Linked DNA regions of Sus scrofa: region 1 is linked to region 2. A link is a contact called in public Hi-C data. All regions are on one chromosome and are shown on one strand. Each heading gives the region's core, a stretch centred on a gene start, on an enhancer-like site or on the middle of the called end of the contact. The rest is flanking DNA. Distances are from core to core; before and after follow the strand shown.

Region 1 (6,130 bases), core at 126-2,625, 83 kb after region 2:
TAACCTCCACATGTTCCTGAGGACACAAAGATTATAAGAGGCTTTAATTTACTCAAGGTCATACAGCCCTGGTCTCTTTCTGCTGCACCAGGCTGCTCCTCATCATGTTCATTTGTTTTAGCCCACACTCCCTCAAACAGATGTTCAGGAACATTCCATACGGTAACCATCCCCGTCCATCTCCACATTAAGGGCAAGAGCCCACACATGAAGCACTGCAGAATGGAAAACCAGCCCTGGCAATGCTCTGGATAGAAATTCTGGGATTTTTACATCAATACGCAGAAAAGAAACTTTGGTTTTAGTTCCCTCCTTGTTCTAATTTTTAGAAAAGAAATAGCAAGGAATCTCTTTGTTCACTTCTTGGTTAATTTATTTTTTTGTAACTGGGAGTGGAATCAGCAGTTCTAATCAGGTCTCCTTTGTGCGTATGCAGCATCATCTTTGAATTGAGTGCAGCCCTATGTGCCTTGATACTTCATGGCTCAATTTTCAGATGTACATAGGCGTTTAAAAAGATGGAGTACACCTGTATAATGATCTACTAGAGACAGACAAAAATTATAAACTTCAGAGTCAGGTATTCCTGAGTTCAAAGCAAGGATTCAACACTAATTAGTTGGGTCACTTTCGTTATTTATTATCTTAGAGCCTCAGATTTGCCATCTGTAAAATGGGAATAACAATGACAACCGTAGAGGGCTTTAGTGAACACATCTCACTGTTCTTCCCTAACTTTTGCCTTTTACCTGGGTATAACTAGACCCAAAAATGGTGTTTAGTTTCTCATTGAACAATTTGGTTCTTTTCTTTTTCAAAAATGCCAAGACAAGGAACTGAGTGAATATACATTTCCCATATAAAAGGACTTAGAGGTTTGTCCCTAAAACAACTTAAAAAACAAGCATCATCTGAGAACATTTCAGAACACTCAAGCAGCTTCTTTCTCATTCTGCTCCCCCCCCCTTTCCCCCTAATTTGTCCCTTTTGTCCTCCCTACAACTCTCTCGTAAAATGGACACAGACGGCCCATGGCTCCCATCGCTCCTCTGTCCCGGAATCAACTCTGTCCAGACCCAGGCTTTGGATCTGTGAGTGACGCAAGAAGCTGTTTTTGGCCTCAGGAATGTTTTCCTCTATGTCCTGACTCCTCTTGTTGTCCTTCCCTCCTCTCCATCTTTTCCCCACCTCTTTTCCCCAGACACCCCCACTGTTTTCTCTCTTCCTGTTTTCTTAGTTTCATCCCCTCTCCTTGGTGGCCAAAGCACCAATCAATCACCACGGCTGTCACAATCAGTTCTATCTGAGGCTCCTCTATCTCCATGATAAAACAGGATAGGAACGGCCTTTCCAAAAGACAGACATCTCCACAGTAGCCTGTAGGAGGCTGCCTGGCACAGCACGTCTGCCAATAAGAGTGTTTCCTTCCAGCTGCAGAGCTTGGGAGAGCCAACCAACAGCAAATCTGCACAAGTTTGCCGGGTGACACACTTAAGTTGTTTTGCTTTGCAAAAACAGGGGAAAACTCTGATAAACTCCAGATGATTTCAAAACACATTTGAGGGTCTGATATACAAAAGGCAGATAAAAATCTGAATTAGGTCAGTACAAGTTGATGTACAAATCCCTATTTTGGTCCAAACATCTTGCCGACTGAAAGCCTTTCAATTTGACAATTCCCAGTGAGGGATGATAAACACTGAACTTTGCTCTCCTTAAACCCCAAGCCATCATGAGAAGAGAGGGTTCACTCAAAGTTGAAATTGAACAGCCAGTGAAAAGCAGAGGGAAGTATGTATTATGAATGAACATTGGAAGCATTTTTAAGCCGGTTAGGAACCTGCAGTATTTGGTAAGACAAAAAAGTGTATGAAACACATCCACCTGTGTGTCTGTATGAGTGAGCTCTGCAACCTCACCATCGTTCCTATGCTAGGAAGACAGGTTCACCTTGGTACAGAAGGGATCAAAGTTGTTTTTGCCTTACAGTCTTTGTACTGTCATCTACATTGAGCAATATTCTCAAAGATTATTGAGCAGCATGCTCATTTTTTTGCACATTACTAAAGCTATAGATCTCCCCCCCTTTACTTCCTCCCATCTTTTAATTTGAAATGCTCAAACCTACAGAAAAGCTGAAAGCAAGCAGAAAGAACATGAACTTACCTTGTTTCACTGACAGGACATTCCCGTATGCAACCACAATGCCATCCCTACTCCCAAGATACTTAACATTGACTTACTGGTGTGATCTAATAAAAACTCCACATTTAAATTTCCCAATTGTCCCAGTCACCTTTTTATTATCTTTCATGATATGGGCAGTTTTGAGGAGTCCCGGCTAGCACTTTGTAAAATGTCCCAGTAATCTGAGTTGCGTAGTTTCTTTGTGATTAGATTCAGGTTAAACATTTTTACCGAAAACACTACACAGGTGATGGTGTGTCCTTCCACTGCATCCTATCAGGGGTCAACGAGGTCAGTTTGTCTTGAGGTTGGTGATACAAAGCTCCAGTGCTCAGTTAAGATGGTGACTGCCGTATTTTCCATGGTAAAGGTATCCGTTGTGCTTGAATCTGTTTCTGCGCTAGGGTGAGCAGATTATTAATTTTCCAATTTTTTTCACTCCTTTTGTATATAGCAGATGGAATCCTCAATATCAAACCCAGGTCTTTCTAATGCCAAAGGCCATGTTCTTTCCGCTACAGGAACCACCTCTCTAACGTGTAAACAAATGAAGCTAGTCACTTGAAGCTGCCAGGGAAATAAAGCATTTTCTTTCCATCTCTCGTTTAGAGCGCCAGCTTCTTTCATCTTGGCAAATATGGACCCCTTCTGTAGCTTTGAAACCTACTTAAAAAAAAAAAATGAAAATAACCCCCAAGACTTGAACACACACAGCTGCTGTTTCTAGGGCTCACGTGTGAAGATGTGTGTCTAGAGAGGTGGAGAAAGTCCAAATCGGCTTTCCCCCACAGCATTGCTGACATTATCACACCTCTTTGGGGATCCAGGGTACATTTTCTTTTCTTTTCTTCTCTTTTCTTTTCTTTTTTTTTTCCAGGGGGTGGATGGGCGAGTGTTGGAATCTAAATGTCAATTGGTTTGGGGGGCTTTTATTTTTTCAGTGGTAAAGATAGATTGGTGAGTTTGGTGGCACTTATAGCATTCTCCCCCAGCCAAGATGCTGGGATTCTCCCTCCCGGGGCCAGGGGGGAGGGGGGGAGTGAAGGATCTGCAAAGCAGCCTGCAGAGACCTTGACAAACACCATCTCCACCGGGGATTACAGACCCGCCTTCCAGTAAGTTAGTGCCAAGAGAGAGGGAGGGGGCCTGGAGGGGCCCTGTGAGCCTCACTGGCTGCAGGACACTGGAACTGGAGATGTGGCCAATCTGAGAGGAACCCCCGGGCCAGGAGCAGAACGACACTTTCTCTCCTTTCCTGGTAGCTGCCCTCCCTGAAAGTCCTCTTGCTTTAATGAAATTAGTGGGGAAAGGTTTTCTGTAGCCAGGAAAACCCACAGAAAAATCCCTAGTTCTGCCTCTGTCCCTCGTCTTTGTTATAGTAAATGGGGACAAACCGTCTAATCACTGATAAATGTAGGTTTACAGGTCACAATGGCAGAGTCAGGGTTAGCCTGTCAGTGTCACAAACACTGAAAAAGCCACCCCCCCCCAAATTAAAACAAAAAATATTCTCGTTGTTTGCCATCTTTGTACTGTTTAACATGAGTATTTCAACAGCCTTTATCTTCCAAGCATGCAAACAGGAGAGAGTGATCTGACCCACAGTAGATTGACATACCATGTAGCTATAACCTTGAGATAAAAAGTAAAGGAAAAAGTCAAAACAGCTCAAACCAAACATTAACACAAATCAGTCTTTCTTCAGCCCAGATCCCTTGCCTCTGTAACAAGGGGACACACTAGCATTAGCACACTCTGGCCATGGTATACACACACAGACCTACATGGGGCAGACCTGGGGCAGGGGAGGCAAATGTGTAGCTGGGAAGTCTGGAAAGGCAAATGTATTCACTAGTTAATTCAACAAGGGGGGCCTGAGTATCTACTTGGAACTAGACATAATTCTGGATGCTGGGGATGTCTTAAGAAGGGGATTTATTAAACCATAGGAGGCCTCTGCCCTTGTAGAACTTACCTAGTGGCATTGGTGGAGGGGGGGAGAGAAAGACTATATACTCCCATAGTGTTGCAAGGAGATGGAAAATAACTGTACCAGAAAGCCTGAGCTGGTTTCCTGGATTCTGTATATTCAGGAAAGCAACTGCTTCAAAATCTGAGCCACCCTGTGGAATGGCAATTAAAGACAAAAAGACAGAAAGGAAAAAGAGAGAACTGGAGAGACACCTCTGTCCTCACTGTACTCAGGAGGGTCCTTTGGGAGCTTTTACCAAACTGATCAAGAAGAGTCAGACCTAATGTCTATAAGACGATGATAAGAGAAACAATGAAGTCCATGCCTTTGTCCCAAACTGCAAGAACTCTAAAGATGGAATGTCCTGAAGAAATCACAGGTCACTTCGCAAGCTATTCAGAGCTCAGTGCTAAGCATTTTACAAGTATTGGCTCATTTAATCCCTACACTCACCACCCAGTAAGGTAAACACTAATTTTATTCCCATTTCGCATATGAAGAAACAGCCCTAGAAAAGCTAAGCAACTTGCCTTTGCCCAGGCACACATACCTGGTAGAGAGTAGAACAAGAAAAGGATCCTAGCTCCAGCTGCCTCCAAAATCCATGTTCTAAATCGCCACATTTCCATCCATAAAATGATTTTTCTTCATTTTACTTAAGGGAAGAGAAGAAAGGTATTAATATTGCATAGGAAATTTAATCAGAACCCTTCAGAAAGTGGTCTGTGTTTTCCAGATGTTATCTTGGAAGAGACAGTCAAACATGTTCTTTGGGTCAAAAGCAAATACATACCACTTTCTCAAATGCATGAGAAATTCAGAGGCGAACTTTTTGCAGTTGCTTGAAGGTACATAAGCCAGTCACCTAAATTTTGAACTACAATTCAAGAATAGAGATCGGTATTTGCTTCAACTAATGAATTATTCCTCAAAGTTTACTTGACAACTTGCATACGTTCCCATCTTTGCACTTAACCTGATAACTGAATTAATAACAAAATTACTAAGATAAAGCTGGTTTAGTGAAAAGAGTGCAGAAGCCCATCATGGAACTTAGCCTTTTTGAGGCTGAATCCATGTCAAAAAGTCAGAAATAATTGTAGTAGAATTACACTTTGAAGGGGAGCAGGGGAGAGGCCTTGTTTTTGCTTTAAATCATTTAAATTAAATGTAACGAAAAGTAATCAGAGTGCTTATTTTTACTTTGTTTTGTGGGAAATTGTGCTGGGAATGTGGATCTATTGTGCACAAAGGATGTTGGCTTTATGCTGGAACCACCAGGCAGGTTGAGTAGAGAAACAATTAGCTCAGTCAGCAAGCCTTTGAATCTGATTAAGCCAGGAAGTGGTCACTCCCCACGACAGGGCAGAATGAAGGGAATGAAGGCGGTTACCCCAAATGAGGAATGAGTTCGCGCTCTCTCTCTCTCTGTGAAGTAAATTGGTATAAGAATTTATTGTGTCCAATTTATGTTGAGGATTATTTCACTACATTTTATTATTATTTCACTAAAAACCAGTATAATCTTGTTTCCAAGCAGATCAACAGTCCACGTGTGTCTTGGCTACCGTCTCTAAGAAACTTGTGTTTATGAAGCCTGACATACTCTCATGTTTTGGTAACAAAACATCTTTGAGACCTAGGGCCCAAGTCACAGAAGAAAATGCAGGGCTTATACCAGGCTGCTGGCCAGATTCTCATCACTCTGGGGGCTCTCAGTGTACTCTCTGGAGTTATTGCTTTCTTCCCAGTCTTTTCCTACAAGCCTTGGTTCACAGGATGGAGTGTCTGGATTGCCTGCCCCATCTGGGATGGAGCCTTGGTAGGAGAAAATCTTTTATTACCTATATTGAAGAAATGAAGGAAAGAAGGGGGAAGAGGGACCAGAATAACATGTTCTTTTTAAGTTTTCCAACAACATTGACATCAAAGTTCTGCAGAAAATCAAAAACCTTAGAACATTGTTTTCTA
Region 2 (5,698 bases), core at 1,462-3,961:
TCCTAACAGCACAATGACTCTTAGTTATTGATTTCTTTCCTCCAAGTTCTTATCTTCTACTGACATTCAACCTTCCCGATGTTTCATGAGTTTGGAGTGGGCCAATTCATGTTGAAATAATTTACCTAAGGATTTGCCTCCCACTTCGAAGCTCAGATTCATTTTAAAAGAAAATAAGGATCACATGCTTCTGGATCATCAACTATGTTCATAGCCATCTGAGATTTAGAAGAAATCCAGAGTATCTTGAGTCTTAGCAAGAAAGCATGCTGGGTAAAAATTAATTGACTCTCAAGCTCCCACTGTGGCTCAGTGGTTAATGAATCTGACTAACATCCATGAGGATAAAGGTTCAATCCCCAGCCTTGCTCAGTGGGTTAAGGATCTGGCATTGCCATGAGCTGTGGTGTAGGTTGCAGACACTGCTCGGATCTGGTGTTGCTGTGACTGTAGCATAGGCTGGCAGCTATAGCTCCAATTTGACCCCTAGCCTGGGAACCTCCACAGGCTGTGGGGTGCGCCCCTAAAAAAAAAAAAATTAATTGGCTCAAAGCTTAACTTAAAATTAGATGATAGGGAATGGGAAAAATGCCTGTCCCTGTTTGATTTTAGCCAAAAGGCAGAGATATAGCAAAACTAAACCAGTCTGGCAAGATGAGAACAGGAGTTGCAATGTGTGTGCCAAGCCTAGAATCAGGAATAAGATTTGCTTCCATTCCAAATTACAGATTTTCAGCATTCTATTGCACAGTCTTTCCCCCCTCATATTTGGAGGAAACTTATTGTAATGAATATTCTCTGGGAAAACCCTAAAATCTGGCTTTTAGGGAATTTCCCTTCTTATTTTGTCCTCTGCCACATTGTTTATTTCTGTTTCTAATCAGTGCTATTTTGTTTTGTTATCATCTGTAGAAGAAAGGCTGTGAAGCACTTGGGAACACAGAAACTGAGACCCACCAGACATAAATGAGCTTTGTGAGTTTTTAAGACTTTTATCCCTGCCAACTCAGCACAAGCAAGTAAATCAACACGTAAAATATCTTAACATTGTCCTTTAAAATCATCAAGTAGATCGACAATCAGATTGACAAAAGCCTTCCTTTAAATTTAAGTTAATAGCATACAATAATTAATGATAGCATATTATTTGCAATAATGGCATATATTAAGCAAGTCATAGCAATCTCTGCTTTTTTGACGACTTCTGCTGAAGGAAATATCTGCAGAGGCCCGGGCAATAATACAGCTGTACAGCTGTGTCTTGGGGGGATAAAGTACAATCGATTTTGCAATTCTGAGACGGCGTGGAGCCATAACTTTACAACTGCAGTCTCGGCAGAGATGGGACTGGGATCTTTAAAGTTTAGCAAATCACCTCAAAAATTTTTAAGTACCTACTTCTGTCTCCTTTCTCCCTCAATTTTATATTTTCCAACAGAAGAGAACATAAGAGAACAGACCCTCTCTGAAACACTGTATTTCCCTTTGGGGGAGAAAAAAAGAGATGAAAATGGCAATAATAGAAGCATCTTAATATACTTTAAGACACTAGTGCCTACCTTGAACTAAAGCATATTTAAAATAACATAAAAGCCGATCTACTTCATAAAGTGTTGCAAACTTGAAAACACCATCAAATCGAACTACTCTTGTGGAACAATTTCACGCTGGGTTGCTTTCGTGACAAATGAACAAAGGTAACATCGCTCTCTAGATGCTGAAGTTACTGAAATTAAGGAAGATATTCTCTTGATACTTTGCTTTATTGACTTAATTTTACTTTCATATTATTAGCGATACTTTTATGCCTTACAAGGCACACTCCGTCTTGACAGTCGTGTTTGTTCCTAGAGTCATCTCAGATTGGGAGGAATCCCTTAAGAATAAAAACAGTGACGACAAGGGAAGGGATTCAGTCCAGTTTAATCCATCTGTATGCTCTGTCCACAGCAACGGTCGTGCAGGTATTTTCTGAGGCATTCTAGAAAAATGCCAGACTTTTCAAAGAGAAAATTGAAATGATATTCTGGTTCCCTGTCACTATAAGCAGTAGGGCCCAGAGAAAAACCATGGATCAGGCAAGCATGCACAAGTGTGTGAGGGTCGACACCGCGGGCTGGGGTGCAATGTGCTGCTGCTTAATGTCCCAAAAAGTAAAATTAACTGTGTTTAAGAGCATAGTTATTCCTAGAAGATATAATGGGGAGACACCAAGAAAGGAATTCTGAAAAAGGAACCGGGAATGCATACAAACAAGAACTGTTCTCTAGACCGCACATCCAGCACATACATGTCATTTCCTCTCGGCTTCTACCTGCATGATCTACTGTCCAACAATGCATATGTTATAAGGAGAGCCATAACCCCCAAACCTCCATAGGATCAACGAACTCATACGCTTTTCTAAAAGAATACAGCAACAGCACAAACACTCTGCTGACTGTCATGTTTTCGCCTGTGAGGACAGAAAGAAAGTCTGACCTGTGCAGCAGAAAGTTCAAAACGTTATTTACTAACCTGGTGCCCCTGTGCAAGCAGTCGCTTCATATTGCTTTAAAGAAAGAATCTTTACTATGAAACTAATCTCCAAAGCAGCTGAAAGCTGAGAGGGGAAAAAAACTGACTACCCAGAGAGTCCACAGACAGGCTGTTCCCAAGCCCCGTTTTCTGGCTGACTCCCCAAAGGCAACTTAAGTCATAGCCAAGCCCACAAAGCACTTTAGCCTATAAGCTTTAGTAATGAACATGAAACCACTCCCATATGTTAAATAGACACTGGGCTGCTGTGAGAAAGAAAACCCGCATGCAGAATGAGCTAAGGCTTGGGCTTCATTTTCATACTTGCTGCCCAAGAAAACTGTAACACACCAACTTAAACAAAGAGCACTCTCACTCCCTTCTCTCCTCTCAGTCGCTGTACTAAAGCAACTCATTCATTTTAAACAAGAAGAATACAGTCTGCCCTCCCTTAGGGCCAATAAACGAGTTGTATATTATTGCCCAAGTTGGCAGTGGTGGTGATGGGACATATAGCAGTATAATTTCACATTGCCTAAAAGGGACACATGAAATTATTATTTCTGAGAATCACAGTCACATACTACCACTAGTTCTAGATTTTTATAATACATTACATAAGCATGAAACCTAATTAATCACTAAACTCTAAAAATCAAGTTTAAGAGGAATGCTTATCAAAGAGCCTTCTAACTTCCGATTCTGACTTAGTGTCTATAAATCTGGTAATCACTCCTAATTCAGTTTTACCATCTACAGGTAGATTATAAAATTTAAAAGTTTGGGGGGTGGTAAATTTGGCTGGGAGTTTTGTAGTTTTTTTATGGTTTAAATTGGGACTTACTATGACTTATGAGGGTTTCAAAGCAAGAAATTTAAATTTGTTTTTCATTCTAGAAAAATGTAATTGATAATTCCATAAGGCATTGATATCTTAAAACAGTCAATAATGTTTCAGCATATTGCTGAAGAAAAAGCAAAAATTCATAATCTGCTTTTTAACATTAAGTATTCGCATTATACACAATTTTCCCCTAGTTTTCACCTCCAAGAACAGTTTTAAATGCAATGGTTTGCTTCCACAATTTCTATTTTATTTAAATAAGACCTGTTTAACATAACAGTCAAGGTTGCCACATTTAACGTTTCTTTTGAGCCATCAAGATGGGACCAGATAATCTGAGGAAAACTTGATTCACTTGTTGCCAAGTAGGTTTACATGTATTTCTGGCAAAATTCAAGTTACTCAAAACCTATGAAATGTAAGCCACTATTATTACTAACCCAACAAGATCAGGCCTGAAAAGCCCTGAGATTCCCTCAGATCTAACACTGGCCCAACCAGTTTCCCCCACCTACTCCCAGAGACAAGGCTCAACAGTTTCTCCAGGGGGTCCCTTCAGAATGAGGAGGGGCAAGTCAGCCATCTCAGTGAGGAAACCAAACTCTAGCCGGTCTGTCCAGACGTTATAAAGGAGCCAGTGCCCCACCTGGTGGCCAAATTAAGGAAAAACTGAAATAGTTAAACCTCAGAATATAATACCGTGATGTTGGAAGAAAAACAAAAAGGAAGAAAAGGATCAGTGATAGGAGCATATTAATGTTAAATACAATGTGTGGTAGTAATTATGAAAAGTTTTTTCTCCCAGGGGGGAATATTTATAGAGGATATGAAAATACAAAAAAAGTAATTATATTCAAAACCATCTCCTTTATGTGGATCTGGTTGCAAGCATATGATGATTTGCATTCCCAGAGAAGTCCTCTGATAAATAATATTGATTTCTCCTTTACCCAAAGGGCTGCAAAGAAATTTCCTGTGAGGACAATATAACCTCTGAAATGGAAGAACTATAGGTAAATCCCCAACCAGCTAACTGCTGGTAGGATGGTGTCTCCATCATTCTGTTAAAAGGTTGTATCCCCAGGAATCTTTCTTTCTTTCAAAAAGTATTTCTTTTTGTCTCATATATGTTATTTTTCCTAAAATCGACATCTGATATCAACCTCAATGAAGTTGAGGAACAGTTAAATATTGGGTTTCACTAATACAACATTGTAAATCAACTATGCTCCAAAAAATTAAATTAAAAAAAAGAACAGGGTTTCAAATTACACTGCAATCTTTACTAAAACTCCTGCAAAAACAACAGTATAGTAGGATTTTTTAAATGAGTTCAAGCCATATTTCTGAAACTAAAACTAATGATAACAGTTAATGTCTAAGCTCTCACTATAAGCTAGGCATGGTTTAAGTGCTTTATAAGATTAATTCATTTAAATCACACTACTCCATTATTATACCAGTTTCACAGATGAGAAAACAGAGGCATCTAAAGGGTAAGCACCTTGCAAAGACCAAACTGCTAGTAGTGGAGCTGGGATTAGAACCCAGGTCATTCAGTGCTGCTAACCACATACTTTGATAACTCTGTCCTCCCACATGCATGCAAACCACATGTAAAACCCTGCCAGATTCTCATGAAGGAACAGGTTGGGAAAGGCTTTCCAGCCAAGCAGCCACAGAACTGAGACCTGTTACCACATAGGACAGGTAAGGGACCCTCAGGCAGAGGCACTCAGCCTGCCAAGGCCAAGGGGGAAGTGGGGAGCTGGCCACAAGAGGGACCACAAGGAGCTTGCTGAGGCTGGGGAACCGATAGAAGAAAATTCTGTGATGGAGACAAGAGTCCTCCAATGTCACATTACGGAGGCAAAGAGGAATTGCCAAGAGATTTGAAATCATAATGTGACCAGATGTGCATGCTGGGAAGAGAAGTAAGAAGGAACCAGGCCCTGTAAAGTAAGCAGAAATTTAGAACATTCCAGATAATGGGAAGGGCAGACCAGGACTTTAAAAGCTACACATCTTCATTAGTAGAGGCAAACTATTATATACAGGATGGATAAACAAGGTCTTACTGTATAGCACAGAAAACTATATTCAATGTCCTGTGAAAAACCGTAATGGAAAAGAATGTGAAAAAGAAAATACATGTATATATGTATAACTGAGTCACTTTGCTGCACAGCAGAAATTAGTACAACATTGTAAATCAACAATACTTGAATAAAATTAAAAAAAAAAAGAAAGCACTTCCCCTTGTGGCTCAGTGGAAATGAACCCAAATGGTATTCATGAGGATACGGTTTGATCCCTGGCCTTGCTCAGTGGGTTAAG

Evidence for each region. A called contact is a pair of places that touch in the nucleus more often than the background predicts.
Region 1: a Hi-C map of skeletal muscle shows a contact between it and region 2, with 2.7 times the contacts expected there. The contact joins two enhancer-like sites. A contact is called at or near these places in 4 of 47 Hi-C or Micro-C datasets (embryonic fibroblasts, fetal skeletal muscle and skeletal muscle) and 1 of 2 datasets of contacts at active chromatin or transcription factors (alveolar macrophages).

The regions. Positions count from the first base shown.
Region 1 is chr13:110,408,601-110,414,730 of Sscrofa11.1, forward strand. TMEM212 (transmembrane protein 212) reads left to right here and starts at 5,789. Exons shown (of 4, transcript XM_003132532.3): 1 at 5,789-5,981. The coding sequence starts at 5,823. Within about 2 kb of position 1,376, at least 24 of the 83 cell types and tissues checked have an H3K27ac peak or open chromatin away from gene starts, as enhancers often do. A contact at or near this core is called in skeletal muscle, where this site is marked.
Region 2 is chr13:110,324,055-110,329,752 of Sscrofa11.1, forward strand. All of the region lies in intron 1 of PLD1 (phospholipase D1), which reads right to left. Among named protein-coding and RNA genes, the nearest start is that of PLD1, 49 kb to the right of the region's middle. Within about 2 kb of position 2,712, at least 44 of the 83 cell types and tissues checked have an H3K27ac peak or open chromatin away from gene starts, as enhancers often do. A contact at or near this core is called in skeletal muscle, where this site is marked.